Linked DNA regions of Mus musculus: all the other regions are linked to region 3. Evidence: chromatin contacts called from public Hi-C and promoter capture Hi-C data. All regions are on one chromosome and are shown on one strand. The core of a region is the stretch at or near the end of the contact, and the rest is flanking DNA. Distances in the headings are between cores, read along the strand shown. Region 1 overlaps Vti1a (vesicle transport through interaction with t-SNAREs 1A). Region 2 overlaps Vti1a (vesicle transport through interaction with t-SNAREs 1A). Region 3 holds the start of Habp2 (hyaluronic acid binding protein 2). Region 4 overlaps Vti1a (vesicle transport through interaction with t-SNAREs 1A). Region 5 holds the start of Vwa2 (von Willebrand factor A domain containing 2).

Region 1 (2,700 bases), core at 125-2,624, 850 kb after region 3:
GAGAGCAGGGCTGGGAATACTGGTGCACCACTCTTAAGTTCCTGTTTAGCCAGTGTCCAAATTCATTTGAGTCAAGCCTGATTGGCTTCCAATTCAATACCTCAAGGTGCAAATCACTAGAGTGAGTCTTTGCCCTGAGTTACACAGCCAGCATGACAATAGAACTTGAGCAAAATAAGCCATAATTAATTAGCAGAAGCCTGAAGAGAATGTAGCCAGTGGACCTTCACATTTATTGACTGGATTAAAAACCGTTTAAATCTATTAACCAAGAAGACTTTGGACCTCAGATAATGATGTACTGTTTTAATCATAAGGTACATTTATAGGGTAAGCAGCTTTCCTTAGCAGGCTATTTGGATAATACTGTCAGGTAGTTCTATGTGACCAAACGATTTTTAAAATATTGATCCTCAATAAGTTTCCATGAAGGTTTTTCTCTAACGTGGAGGCTATCATGAAAATCATCCAAATAAGTTTTTACAAAATTAACATAAATATTGAAGTGAACTAGCCTGAACTCTGATGTTTACTGTTTGACATTTTGACCACAATTTCCCAGTGTATGCATCCCTTATGAACACATGTGAGTTCCAGCTTCATAAAGGCTAACACTGAAAACACTAACCATAAGTCTACAGAGATGTCTTAGAAACCCATTAGTGCTAATATTTCTATATTAAAACAACTGGAGTTCCACATTTACTTGAGGCATTTTAGATTTATTAACATTATTTTAAGGTTTATATGTTTAGGAAAACATTTCAGGTTGTAGGATCGACCTGGAGGAGATTTAGTCTCTGTCTGCCTTAATATTTTTAAGCTCTTACCATTTAAGCCTTCAGTGACCTTAGCTCAAGTTTGTCAAACTTTTGCATATCAGTTGTTCATTTTTTAAAGCAATAGCCAAGGTGTGAACTCTGCCACTGTGGACCTGCCTAAGTAAAAGATTTGAAAAAATAGAATTCATTTCTGAAATGAATAGCAGGTACTGGGCAGGCTGAAGTCAGAGGACAGCTAAGCTCAGCTCTGCTCTTAAGAAGGAGGAAGTGTGCTGGAGTTAATGACTTGATACTCAACTGCGCGTGCCGACTAAAATGCTCACATTTAAGTGTTCTTTGGGGAAGGCTTTGGTTGGTGTGACTGTGGTTCGAGGAGCCGACACCCACACTTTCCTGCTCTTCCCACTCTGTTTTATAAACAGGTTTAATTTTAATGTGTTTGTGTGCACATGAAGATGTATAAAGTGTGTGCAAAGGCCAAAACGGTCATCAGATGCCCTTTGGCCATCAGATGGACCTGGAGTTACAGGTGACTCTGAGCTTCCTGCCATGAGTAATAGGCATGGGATTCAGTTATTTGTTGTTTTAAAGGTAGCAAGCATCCTTCACGACTGAGTCATCTCTCCAGCCCCGGTTCTTCACATTCTCAATAGTTTCTCATCCAGGCATTCCCATGGATATGGCCCAGATCCCACAAATGGGGCTTTGTACTTTTATGTTTTGTTTTGTTTGTAATGTTATAAAAAGGCAACTCTTTTAACAGTATTTGAACAGTACTAGGCCACTGAGTGATATGAGTTGTGATCATTTGTGCTCTCTCAAAATTGAAACCCAATTTCAGATGTGTCCATTCAGTTTTCCAAAGTCCTTCACAAAGTCACTGCTAAGAGAGAAAAAGGCACCATTTTTATTGACTAAGTGACAGCCAATGGCACACCCCATGCTTTTACTTAAAACACTTGACACACCATATCCTTGTTTTGTGATAGAAGAAGAGGTGAATTCTTTAAGACCTAATTTCTTGGCTAAAGAATGGAGTAATTAATGATTGCATTTAAGAGAACTGCCTGATAACTATAAAATTCCCACATACAAATTAATGCTTACATTAAAAACAGAGTAAATGAATGCCAGGTCAGGATGTTAGCCTAGACCTTCTGAATATTATCTCAATGGCTTAGGCAGAGCAGACTCGCTGACTAGTCTTTACTAACATTCAATATTTACTGTCATCAGGCATTGTTGACTCTGGCTACTCTTTGGTTAGTATTTTCCTTTTTAAAGCATCCTGGGCTATTCTATCTCTGTACCTTTGTTTAAGTGGTTTCTCTCCACCTTGTCCTTGAGTTCATAAATCTAAATATTACTTAGTGTCCCAAACCTAGGCTCACCTTCATGCTGTCTCTTTCTCCACTGAAGGTTTTCCAAACCTTGACCCTGGAGATGAGTGGTTCCCTTCAATCTCATTCTCCCAAAATGGCTACACCAGTCAGGGTCTGCTAAGTACTACACATACCAGCCTGGTGTATACTGAGTTTCACCCACTTTATTAGATCATATATATGGAACATTTCCCTTCTGTACAGCATAAGTTTAGAAGCTGGAGATATAAGAGAGAACAAAACAGATCTGTTCTCATGGACATTATTTTCTTTTTGTTTTATTAGATATTTTCTTTATTTCCATTTCAAATATTATCCCCTTTCCTGGTTTCCCCTTTGAAAACCCCTATCCCTTCTCCCCAACCCTGCTCACCAACCCACCCACTCCCGCTTCCTGGCCCTGGAATTCCTCTACACTAGCGCATAGAGGCTTCACAGGACCAAGGACCTCTCCTCCCATTGATGCCTGACAAGGCTATCCTCTGCTACATATGCAGCTGGAGCCATGAGCCCCACCATCTGTACTCTTTGGTTGG
Region 2 (2,700 bases), core at 60-2,559, 730 kb after region 3:
CATCTTCACCATCTTCTGAACGGTAACGAATCTCATGGGAATCTCCAAGTATTTAGTGAGTGTTCTGCCTGCTTCATCACTGCAGACTCAGAGTGTGGGGACGAAAAGGGAGCATGATGTCATCTGGAGCCACGGTACGCTTGGTGCCTGCCTCCCTCTGAAAGCATCCATGTGAGTTCGTCCAACACCTACCTGCTTTCTAGCTGGGGCGGTTTTGTCAGCAAGGAGGCATCTCACTGTAAGCCCCAATGTGTGTCAGGTAATCTCAAGTCGCTAGCTCCTACTCAAGCTTTTGGGAGTTACAAGCGTGTGTGTGTGTGTGTGTGTGTGTGTGTGTGTGTGTGTGTGATCGATTTCCCACAGAGCAACCTTTGTGAGGTTGAAGAGAACTCATTGCTCACCTCTCTCTTGGATGCACTGAGTATGTATAGATCTCCCCAGCTCTGCACCTTGGGGCAGTGGTGGGCTTCTATCAGAAGATACAGCTATGACCCGATGCCTTTTCCAGGCTTTGGAGTTTGGCTCTAGCTCTGCTGCCTGCCTCACACGACACAAGTTTATTCCTTCTATTTACTCCCTCACCCGTCAAACTGTCTCCCCACCCAACATGTATTCAAATCTAGTATACCGGGTACGGTACCATTGTGGGGAATAGGGTTCGAGGGGGAGGCCAAGATTTTTGGCAACATGTTTGTTTATATGACTTATACCCCAGCCACAGGAACTCAGAACTCTTAAAAAAGCTATACAAAGTCAGAGAAGGAGACAAATGTTAGTAAGAGAGATGGGGAAAGGCTTCCTCCAGAGGGGCATTAAAGTGAAAACTGAACGGAAAGAAAAAGATATCCACATCTTTGCAGTTTTCAGTACATGTATGTTAAGCAGGATCACCCCCAAAATAAAGCCATGGGTAAATTCTGTCTCCCACTTGTGGCACTCAAAGCCGCTCCTTGACCCTGTTTTCTGTGGCCTGTGAGCAGGGTGCTTTTCGCCAGGATTTCAACTAAGGAAGGTCTGGTAGTGCTCAGAGTGCCATAGGAAAGCCAAGGGCCACAGGGACAGAATATTAATCTCAGCTCAGTTGAGTAGGGGAAGAGCAGAGTATTTAAACGGGAAGCCAGCTCAGACTCCACGAACAGGCATTGTGTGTCTGACCAATTAAACTTTCTCTCATTTTTAACAGCTTTGTTTATGAAGCCCACATTGAAAATTAAATGTTTATGATGATTTTGGGGGAGGTGAGGTCCAGGGCTTGGCACAGCATTGATTAATAACTTGTGGACGGCTGGTGTGAGGAAGCTGGCTTTGAGTTCACTGTAAACGATACATTGGTAGAGAGTTCAGCTATTTGTAGGCTCGAGGCTTGCCAATTTGTAATTAGTTACAGATTTTCAATTTTGTCTCTGCAAGAAAAATAGTTTTATTTGCATTGTTTACTTGGCATTTAATTTAAGAGGAATGCAACTGATTGTTTTTAAAGACGTGGATTTGGAGGGTTGGGAACAATGAACAGCGGCGTTTGCACGTGGCCTGTGCATCTACATTGTGTGCAGTAGAGCAAGTGCACAGAGCCTGGCCGGGACTCAATCAACCTATTGCGCAACCTCAAAATGGCCCCTGGACAATTTGTCGGTTTAAAAAAAAAAAGATTTCTGGCAACTGAGTATAAAACTCTTGAGATCTGTAAGAAACAGAATGGGGGTTGGGTTGCAATAAAGTTACATTTTCTAATTGAACCTGGTAAACCACCGTGGTAACTTAAATTCAACAAATGACCAAAGTAATTAGGACTTTGAATGTTAGTCCTTGTTACTGTACCTCCTATCTGGGACTCGGGCTCCTTACTGGCCATAGCTTTTTCTTTGGAGAAGGGAATTTAAATCCTGCGAGTAATTATTGATTGAAGAGCTACACACTAGTTGTTGCTACTAGAGACATGAAGATGGGGAAGCGAGATCTGGTGGGCAATGGGAAGAGACTTATAAAGATTCCCAACTACAGACTGTCACAGGCTATTCAGATGCGATGCTAACTTAGACACTGGGGCTAAAGAGAAGAGCTCTTTCTGACAGGCAGATCAGGAGGAAGGTGAAGTGTGGCAGCTGCTGGGGCTGAGAGGATTCTTGCAGGAAGACCGTTGATTGCCGAGGAGGACGCAGGCTGCACAAAGAGATGCAGGAGCAAGTGAGCCTTAGGTGTCAGAGACCTGCGAGCAGCCCGGGGTGGCTGGACCAGAGCTTATCAGAGGAGTCACTGACACCGAGGAGCGGAGGGAGGGCCACGTTGTGGAGAGTTGATTTGCGAGGCCACAGTAAGGACTGCGGTGTCCATTCTGAAGGACGGAGGAGGGAACTGAGCAGGGCAGCGACTCTGTTAGATGTCTTTGCTTGAGAAAGACCAGCTTGAGAATGACCAGTATCAGAAAAGGGCAGCAGTAGGCAGTATAATGTCATCAATATAGTGCACCAATGTGATATTTTGTGGAAGATCCAAACGATCAAGATCCCTTCTAACTACTGAACAATTGTTGGGAATTGGGCTGCCGACTGTAAGTCATCAATAAATTCCTTTACTATCTAGAGACTATCCATAAGTTCTGTGACTCTAGAGAACCCTGACTAATACAGAAGTTGGTACCAGGAGTGGTTCTAGAGTAACAGAAGTACAAGGATGAATCTTTTAAAATACTGGAATTGGCTT
Region 3 (2,700 bases), core at 6-2,505:
GTTTACAGTGACTCCCACCCTCTCCCATCTCTCTTCCATGCCTCTTCGTCAAAGGGACTGTGCTCTGATTTTCATAGGGGACTTACGCTCAGTTTGGGCATTTTCTCGGAGTAGAACTGACTCTGGGGTGGGGATTGGCTTCCCAGTAAAGAGTTTGCCTAGCACACAAGATAAAGATCTTGGGTTTGATCACCAGCAGCACCACAAAGAAAAACAAAAGCAGAAAGAGCTACGGTTTACTGGAAGCCGCCATGTCTGCAACCTTTTGTTGCCATGACCTCTACCACAAGAGCAGTTGGTTGTTGGTGATTTCTTGGAGGCTTGGGGCGGGGGGGGGGGGCGGTATTATTATGGCTATATATTCCTCAGTTATGCTGTGACAAAATCAACACTGTTTCTGGCTCCAAGGCTCAACACTCAAGCCTCGGTCCATAGCCAGTGTGTTCCTTGCTTAGCTAGGCCAGCATCTCTATTATTCATTCAACCCAAAGGTCTCAGAGCCCTGGCCAAAGTCCCTCTACAGCGTTTCCCTTTCTGGCTCACCACAAGCTCCCTGGGGCCCTGGCTCATCTTCCCTGTCTCATCTACTGTGGTCATGGGAAAAAGAAGAGTAAGTATTAGCCATGGAGCTTCTCCACAAATCGAAGGCAGCTAAGTGAACCCTCTGCTGGGTTCATTTCAGCCACCAGGGTATCCCCCTGAGGTCAAAGCTCAGGAGTCCTTATGTCAGCCCCAGATAATAGATAATCTGACATGTGAGCTAAGGCTGAGACCCTAATCTAGTCTCCTAGGGACAGGACTTCTCAGAGGATTTCCGAGGCGCATGCCAGATTTCATCCACGATACAGAGTACTTGTGTGCCTTAGTCACCTCTGTGGGGACGAATTCATGGAGGCTTTGCCACAGAGTTCATATCACACACATGTCATTGTAAAACTGACTGCCCAGAAGTCCGTGATTCAGCCTGTTTTAGCTCTTGTGGTCAGGACACACACAACTTGGCAACACCAGCCTTTCCCAATTTAAGATTTCCCTTGCTTCTAACCCAGATGGTTTGATTTTTGCTAAAATCCTTAGAGTCTCTCAACCAAAGAAACGTGAGGTGACCACTTACCCCAATGACTGACTTCCCCACCAGGGCGATTAGCAGCAGGACACGGAACACCAACATCCTGACAAATATCTGTGTAGTTGAAGGCCTCTCTGTTCTCTCCCTCTGCAGTTTCTCTTCTTGTCTATTCCTTTGGGGTGGGGGCTGGGGGGTGGGGAATGTCAGTCTCGAGGGATTCCGGAACGAATGGAGAGGATGCAAATTATTAACTAGGCATCAAATACTGTTTAATGTTTTGCAAACCAACTATCTTGATTAAACAAATGGCAACTTGGGGGTTGGGCAGAGTCAAGGGGTGCCTTGTCTTAGGCAAAAAAAAAAAAAAAAAAAAAAAAGTCTCCAAAGATAGCAGACAAAATAAAGAGCCGCATGGCTTGTGGGTGCAGGTAGGAGCTAGGGAATGTTCAATGCTGTAGGTCTGGATGTATGGGCGGCGTCTTAACCACAGGATAAAGGACTCCAGATCGGACAAGAACCTCTGCCACCTCTGAGATTACTGCTAGATTTCTGATCTCCAAATCTCAAGCAGAACTAAGACATGGACGGGCTCCTAATAACATCCCACTTTATATTCATGAACGATAAATTAAAGAATGCCAAACTGTTATTGACAAACATTGATCCTGGGCCCTTTGAAGTGCTGCCCACAGCAGCTTGTTGGCTTCAAAAGTTTTCTTTTAAATCTCATTACATAAGGCTTTTACTTTTAATTATTTCCCCCCCTTTAGTTGGAGACTTTCTTTGACCAGGGGGAGGATAAACAGCCGTGGTTCTCATCTTTGGGACAATTGTTCCCACTGCTCCTTACCTAGCAGCACAGGTTGCAGGCAGGCTACAGAAGCAGAAATGACCTGGGAAGGATAGATTCTTGTGGACTCAATCGATCTCAGCTAGAGCGGATCCCACGCTCCTGTCTGTCCACAATAATCTATGTATAGGCTCCAGCAATCCTCCAACCTGGTTCTTCAATGTAGGCTTGAAATGGTGCCAAATGACTCGTGCTTGATGCTTACGTCAGCCACCCCACAGGTCACATGCACTCACGGTGCTCAGCCAGAGGCTGCTCCTCCCTCTGGAAGCCAGTGACCATGGTGGTGAGCCCCACAGGCCCTGTGAAGGAACCTGAAGTCAAAGCCGCTCACTAGATGGGTTTTGCTATGCAAACTTCACAAAGCTGTCATGAGGAGAACATCTACGATCCCATCAATATCTCTTCTCTCTCTGCCCCCTTTGATGGAATGTTCATGAGGCTGAGGGAGATGAAGAGTGAGCTCCTAAGATAGGTGGACACTCAGTAGATTTAGGTGGGGGACATGAACAAGTAGGTGAACAATCGGTTGAACAGTTGGGTATTTGTCTCAAGATGAACATCCCAGGAGTAAGTAGGAGCAGATCCGTGTGAAGACCAAATTGACTGTGAAAAAGCAGAGAGAGAGAGAGAGAGAGAGAGTGTGTGTGTGTGTGTGTGTGTGTGTGTGTGTGTGTGTGCGTGAGAGAGAGAGAGAGAGAGAGAGAGAGAGAGAGTCTGGCCAGCAAGTGTGTGGGATCTTTCCTGTCTCCATCTCCCCATGCTGAGGTCACAGGTGTGA
Region 4 (2,700 bases), core at 182-2,681, 750 kb after region 3:
TATCTCAATAAAAGCTATTAAAAACTCAATAGAGGCACACAGTCATTAAACTATAAGACTCAAGGATCAATTAAATTTAAATCAGAGTGCCGAGTACATGTGTGTGTCTATAATGGCATCTTATGTGGATAATTGCTTTATATGTTCGATTGCTTTAAACCCATTTTTACATTTATATTATTTTTCAGGAGCAGCTGAATTTTAGGGAGGTAAATAATAAACAAGGCTATTGTGGCTCTGGAAATGACATTCTTTTATTTTACTACCTAGGATTGACTCGACGGTGTAAAATGCTATTAGGAGAAAGAATGGCCAAGTCTGAATGAGAGCATGTATTTCATCGTGAAGATAAAAGTCTTTCTTCTCTCTAGTGAATACAGGTAATTTCAGAAGCAGCGACTCCTAATTATTCAGTGTTGAAAAGCTAAAAAAAAAAGGTTCACATTGAAAACAGTGACCTCCAGTTTGCTCTGTGAATGAAGACAGACACAAATTCTCATTTTCCTGGAATCCTGGTTGATAAGTGAGTTGGGGAAATGCATGCATTTCTTCATTACAGTGCAGTCGACTGTTCATTTAAATAACAATGACGGGCATAAAAGCCACAGCCGCATTATCTAGCAGTTCTACTGTGTTGAAACGCATTATTAGAGTGAACAATGCCAAGTACAGTAAATAAATGGCTGTCCCTCATTTTAGCATTATTCCTGCTTGCTTAGCTTTGTGAGAGGGCACCATCATTACGATGGCTGCATTCAACACCTTGGCCAACACCATTCACATGCATAACTCTTGAGCTGGGTTTACAAGTAGTTACGGTCTTTTCTAGCTCACGGAAAGCGAGGGGGAAGTCACCCCACCCGGTACTTAGGTATCAGGTAGTTTCAACGGAAAATAGTTGCAGAAATCAATGTTTGTTCACTGTGTCTGTGTTAAAACGGAAGCCTCCATTAGGGACAGCACACACAATAGGCTGGTTTAAAGTTGTGAAGTCTGTACCCACAATCCGACTTGAAATCAACTGTGTAAGAACTTGCTATTGGTTCTGCCTTTCACGTCAAAGTAGACACCGTCCTTTACTTTCTCTTCCATTGCCTGAAATGACTAGTGTCTTAGCCCAAAGCTCCAGGCAAACTTGGCTCTGAGTGCATCTTCTGTCTCCCAAACGTAGGAAAAATAAAAGAAGCTATTTGGAATGATTTGGTCTTGAGTCTCCAGCTTGCACACTTAAGGTGACCTGGGGTACAGTATGTGACAGAGGAAGAGGAGAGAACTTGAGCAGGCGAGGCCGTCACAGACAACACAAGCTTGCAGCATGTCTTTCCAGCCAGGCTTCCAGACATGCGCATGAAGTCACAGACAAGACTTCCTATGAATCAACAAGCATCGTCCTCATCCAGTCATGATTCAGAGTTTATCATTCTTTAGCAGTGAGTCACTTTCTCCCCACCCTCATTGAACCTCTAGATTTTCTGTACAGCAAAGCTCAGGGCAGGAAGAAGTGCAGTGCACAGTTTGAAGCTGTGTTTGGGTAGCAAGCCCGGCCCTGTCCCTCACTGGGTTTGTGCAGAGTGCCCACCCATAGCCCCTGCCTTGCCATTCCATGCTGCTGTTCGTAGCCCTGCTCTAATGCTCCTTTATCCAGCTTCTTCATCTCAGGCCAGGCATCCCACGGCAGCAAGTGCAACACAGTTAAGAACACCCCTGTGCATGCCTGCTGCTGTGCCTCTCCAAAATTTATATCATGTAAAGTTTCTCACTAGACAGATGCCCCCTCCCCATTTTACCAGATCTTTACTCTGCCATGACTTCATGTGGGTGAAGGAAGCCTGAGACAAGAGGGCTGGCTGCACAGGATGGATGGGAGGAGTGTCCCACATGTTTCAAATGTTTCTTGCTCTTTCTTGATCCCAACCGGAACCTCTCTTTACCCTGTGAACTCTTAGAAAAACGATGCATCCCTTCCTTCCCTGGCATCTTCCCTTGAGTGGGACCTTATGGGACCCATACCTTCTCCTTGGACTCATCTCCTCTCTGGGGAGCCTAGGAGGTCCGCTCCCAGCTGGTGCGCTCCTGTGTTGATGCACATCCTGACTGCTGAGATGAGCTCTTCACAAGTTTGCAGTTTGCTTGACAAAGCAGCTGCCTTGCCAGGCTTTGGTGTACTTACAAAGTAGTTAGTGGTTCAGAAATCTCTTCCCTGGGGTTAGCAGCCTGCCTCCAACACGTGTACAAGGCCCTGGTCTCAGATACGAGCAACAAGTGACATCAACAGGCACTGCAAAGATGCAGGGTAGCCTGCCAAAGTCTTCAGAAGCTTACTGTGCCCTTGAAGTGGGTCATCCTCAGGAGCTGTCGCTTTTCATCTACCCAGCAGGTGTGTGTCATCAAATAAATATCATAAAATGTCTTCCAGTCTGCAACAAATATCTGGCAAGGAAAAGAGGCGCGAGGGCCTGCTGCCTATCGTGCTTGACGGAGGTGCGCCTCCAGAGATGCCCTTCCTAAAAATGGGAAAAAGCAGTATTTTATGAGCTAAAGGTTTCCTACCCCTGTTATTTTGGCCTTCTCTCCCGTTTATCCACTCTCCTCATCCTCTCAGCCAGCAAGTTTCCTAAAGTACTCTCAGGGCTGTAAGTTCATAAGTGTTCAACAAAGGAGACCCTCGAAGCTCGGTGCCACAAAACTATATTTCCCCTC
Region 5 (2,700 bases), core at 25-2,524, 590 kb before region 3:
TAACAAATCCCATGTAGTGGGAGATGGTAATAGAACAGGTTGGGGCGGGCGGGGCAGAAGGTATATGCAAAGTCTTTGTACCTCTGCTCAGTTTGGCTATTAACTATAAAGCTAGCCCTCGGGTTTTCCCATCCATTCAACCACAGAAACACCGGCCTCTGGCTGGCTTGTTCCATAGTCTGCTGAAGGTGGGGGTGAATTGGTTTGTCTTTAAGTTCTGGGTGGGTAGACCCAAATCAGATTTGACAAGAAATACTTCCTTGATGGATTTTCAGGCACACTGGGGATGATAGAGGGAGGAGTCCTTCTGTATCCCTGGGCTTTGCCTCAGAATCAAGTCTAGAACATTCCATGCCCTGGAAGGTAGCTTTGAGCTAACCATCCAGACGCTTTCCGTTTCTTTCTCAATAAGACCATTTCGGAGCAAAGGAGACTTTGAAGTTTTAGGACTGAATCCACAGGCATTCAGAGGGCTCTCCGTTTATTTAACCAAGGGAGCATATAGTGGGATGCCATACCACTAACAATCATCCCCTCCCTTCCCTAGTGCGGTCCTTACTGAGAAGTCCAGGCTGATGCCGGCAGGCAACGCTGTAAGCAAACACAGCAGAGCATCATCCGCTCCTTTGCCTCTGTCTAGAGCTCAGACTTTTAAATCACGGATTCACAATGTGCTGAGCCCCTCCCACTTTATCTCTGCCCGCCACTGACGTCTGGTCCTGGGCAAGCTGGAAAAGGGCAAAGAACAGGGCCGAGCCAGGTGATGTTTGCTGCGGGGAGCCCGAAGGCAAGCATGTCTCTCCCAGGCGTGCGTTCTGCGAAAAGCAGAACCCCTGTCTCGCTCTCAGAGCAGCGAACTTCCCTCGAGTTCTTCAGGAAGTGACTTATTTGAAAGGACGAGGCTGTCTGTCTAGGAAACCCGGTTGAAATGCTGTAGCACCTGAGTGCTCATAATACGGAGTGATGAGCAAGTTCCCAAAGCTTTTTATCAAAACTCCAGCCCCTTCTGCAGTGGCCAGGGAAGGGGTCCCCACTACGGCGCCAGGCCGCTCGCGTTTCTCCATCCGCAGCCTGTCCCCCGGCCCCCACCTCCCAGGCCAGCACCCCTTACCTGGTGCGACGCCGCGTGCGCTCTCCGGGATGGCGTTCTTCCAGGCCGGCCGCTTAGGTGCGCGAGGACAAAGCGAACAAAGCCGGCGGCACTCGGCTTGGCTGGGCAGGTAGGGGCGCGGGCTCAGGCCTGGGGTTCCACACGCTCGCTCGCTCACTGGCAAGGGTGCGCCCAGTCCTCCGCCCCGCCCCGCCCCAGTTGTTGGAAGGCGTGGGCTCCCACCCGCGGAGCGCACAGCTGCTCTGCCCGCGGCGTAGGCTGGGCTCCGTTCGGGGGGCGCTGCGGCTCGCAGCCACGTGGGGCACCTGTTGGTCTCTCCCAGCAGAGGCGGGACGGGCCGCTCGGATGCAGCCTGTGAGGATCCGGACGTTCGGCGTGAGGGCGGCGCAACTATTGCTCCAGGGAACCGCGCCCGCCTCGTCCCTCGCCCTGCCCGGCGACCCGCGACCCACGACCCACGGACCGCAGCATCATCAACACTTCCGAGCGACCTGGCCGCTGCAAGCGGTGCGGCTGTGGTCACAGAGAGTGTTGGCTACTCCGCAGGTTTTATCGATTCCACCCTTGAGGAAATGTTGACTTTGGCATCGTTTCCATTTGTCTTCTGCTTTTTGCCAACCGGCCTGTTAGTTCTTGCAGGTGAGTGGTTATTGGGCAGCATTCGCCTTTTAACTTAGAGGGTGCCAGGTATTTGTCACAGAACAAACAACGGTGTCCCTTCTGGCAGGTGCTCCGTGCAGATAAACCCTCAAATCATTTTTATACTTAATCAAAACTACATATTGTGTGCTCATTGGAAAAGTTTACAAAATAGAAAACAAGAGAAAGCAAATAGAAAAGCCACTGGTACTCAGCTGCAGACCACTGGGGAAAAGCTTTCATTTCCTCCTTCAAAACCTTAGTTTCTTCCATTGATGCTTGATCATCCACACCTGAGTTGAACATCTGCAGTTTGGGCCGTTGTAACTCTGCTCTACCTATATACACCATTTGCTACTGCTTAATGCTGAGGCCTTAAGTTTAACACTCCAATCAGGTATCTCGGTGGGGCGGCCCAATTACATTTGGAAACTAGTAAATTTCCTAGACTACAAGTTATATACAAGAATTCCATTTTTCACACTTGTGTTTGTGTGTGCAGGTGCATCATCACATGTGAAGACATAGGAGGATCTGGGGGGAGTTTTGTTTTTTGTTGTTGGGTTTTTGTTCATTTTGTTTTTCTTCCACCACATGGTTTTTGAAGATTGAAATCACATTGGCAATCTTGAGGGCAAGTAAGTGCCTTTGCCAGCTAGGCTATCTCCCTGACCAAGGTCTGTTGTTTTTAACATAACTGTCTTCCAGGAAGCTCATCTGTTCCCTATTTTTTGCGCTTTCCCCCAGTATTCCTGTAAATGCCAACCTGCCAGGTAAATACTCCATTTTGTATTTTTACACATTCTTTGTATTTAACATCTCTCTGTTGCATTTCATTCTGTAGTTCTCGGATGGTTTCCAACTCGTCCTGTCTGAGAGCTTTCGGGGAAATTGGCACCTGGCAGCTTTGATGTTGCAAACTTCACTGGAGAGGGGAAAGGTTATTATAT

What was found. Promoter capture Hi-C pulls out the DNA fragments that hold promoters and counts their contacts. A called contact is a pair of places that touch in the nucleus more often than the background predicts.
Region 1: a promoter capture Hi-C map of the SN4741 cell line shows a contact between it and region 3, with 4 times the contacts expected there. The contact joins the enhancer-like site here to the promoter of Habp2 in region 3. A contact is called at or near these places in 9 of 39 promoter capture datasets (the SN4741 cell line, cranial neural crest, embryonic stem cells and 6 more) and 1 of 9 other capture datasets (embryonic stem cells).
Region 2: a contact with region 3 is called in a promoter capture Hi-C map of 3T3-L1-derived adipocytes, with 6 times the contacts expected there. The contact joins the enhancer-like site here to the promoter of Habp2 in region 3. A contact is called at or near these places in 7 of 39 promoter capture datasets (the 3T3-L1 cell line, 3T3-L1-derived adipocytes, the SN4741 cell line and 4 more) and 3 of 115 datasets of contacts at active chromatin or transcription factors (differentiating embryonic stem cells, embryonic basal ganglia and embryonic stem cells).
Region 4: a Hi-C map of myocytes shows a contact between it and region 3, with 2.4 times the contacts expected there. The contact joins the enhancer-like site here to the promoter of Habp2 in region 3. A contact is called at or near these places in 14 of 39 promoter capture datasets (the 3T3-L1 cell line, 3T3-L1-derived adipocytes, the SN4741 cell line and 8 more), 3 of 484 Hi-C or Micro-C datasets (cranial neural crest, myocytes and palatal mesenchyme), 3 of 115 datasets of contacts at active chromatin or transcription factors (differentiating embryonic stem cells, embryonic basal ganglia and embryonic stem cells) and 1 of 9 other capture datasets (embryonic stem cells).
Region 5: a promoter capture Hi-C map of liver shows a contact between it and region 3, with 2.3 times the contacts expected there. The contact joins the promoter of Vwa2 here to the promoter of Habp2 in region 3.

The regions. Positions count from the first base shown.
Region 1 is chr19:55,439,250-55,441,949 of GRCm38.p6, reverse strand. All of the region lies in intron 5 of Vti1a (vesicle transport through interaction with t-SNAREs 1A), which reads right to left. Among named protein-coding and RNA genes, the nearest start is that of Vti1a, 120 kb to the right of the region's middle. Within about 2 kb of position 1,374, at least 31 of the 459 cell types and tissues checked have an H3K27ac peak or open chromatin away from gene starts, as enhancers often do. A contact at or near this core is called in the SN4741 cell line, where this site is marked.
Region 2 is chr19:55,559,095-55,561,794 of GRCm38.p6, reverse strand. All of the region lies in intron 7 of Vti1a (vesicle transport through interaction with t-SNAREs 1A), which reads right to left. Among named protein-coding and RNA genes, the nearest start is that of Gm41871, 140 kb to the left of the region's middle. Within about 2 kb of position 1,309, at least 4 of the 459 cell types and tissues checked have an H3K27ac peak or open chromatin away from gene starts, as enhancers often do. A contact at or near this core is called in 3T3-L1-derived adipocytes, where this site is marked.
Region 3 is chr19:56,286,467-56,289,166 of GRCm38.p6, reverse strand. Habp2 (hyaluronic acid binding protein 2) reads right to left here and starts at 1,255. Exons shown (of 13, transcript NM_001329935.1): 1 at 1,115-1,255. The coding sequence starts at 1,171. Gm32257 (a long non-coding RNA gene) reads left to right here and starts at 497. Exons shown (of 5, transcript XR_877947.3): 1 at 497-610.
Region 4 is chr19:55,541,377-55,544,076 of GRCm38.p6, reverse strand. The region is part of intron 7 of Vti1a (vesicle transport through interaction with t-SNAREs 1A); the gene reads right to left. Among named protein-coding and RNA genes, the nearest start is that of Gm41871, 160 kb to the left of the region's middle. Within about 2 kb of position 1,431, at least 99 of the 459 cell types and tissues checked have an H3K27ac peak or open chromatin away from gene starts, as enhancers often do. A contact at or near this core is called in the SN4741 cell line, embryonic stem cells, myocytes and 1 more, where this site is marked.
Region 5 is chr19:56,872,990-56,875,689 of GRCm38.p6, reverse strand. It overlaps Vwa2 (von Willebrand factor A domain containing 2), which reads right to left and starts at 1,274. Exons shown (of 14, transcript NM_172840.2): 1 at 1,112-1,274.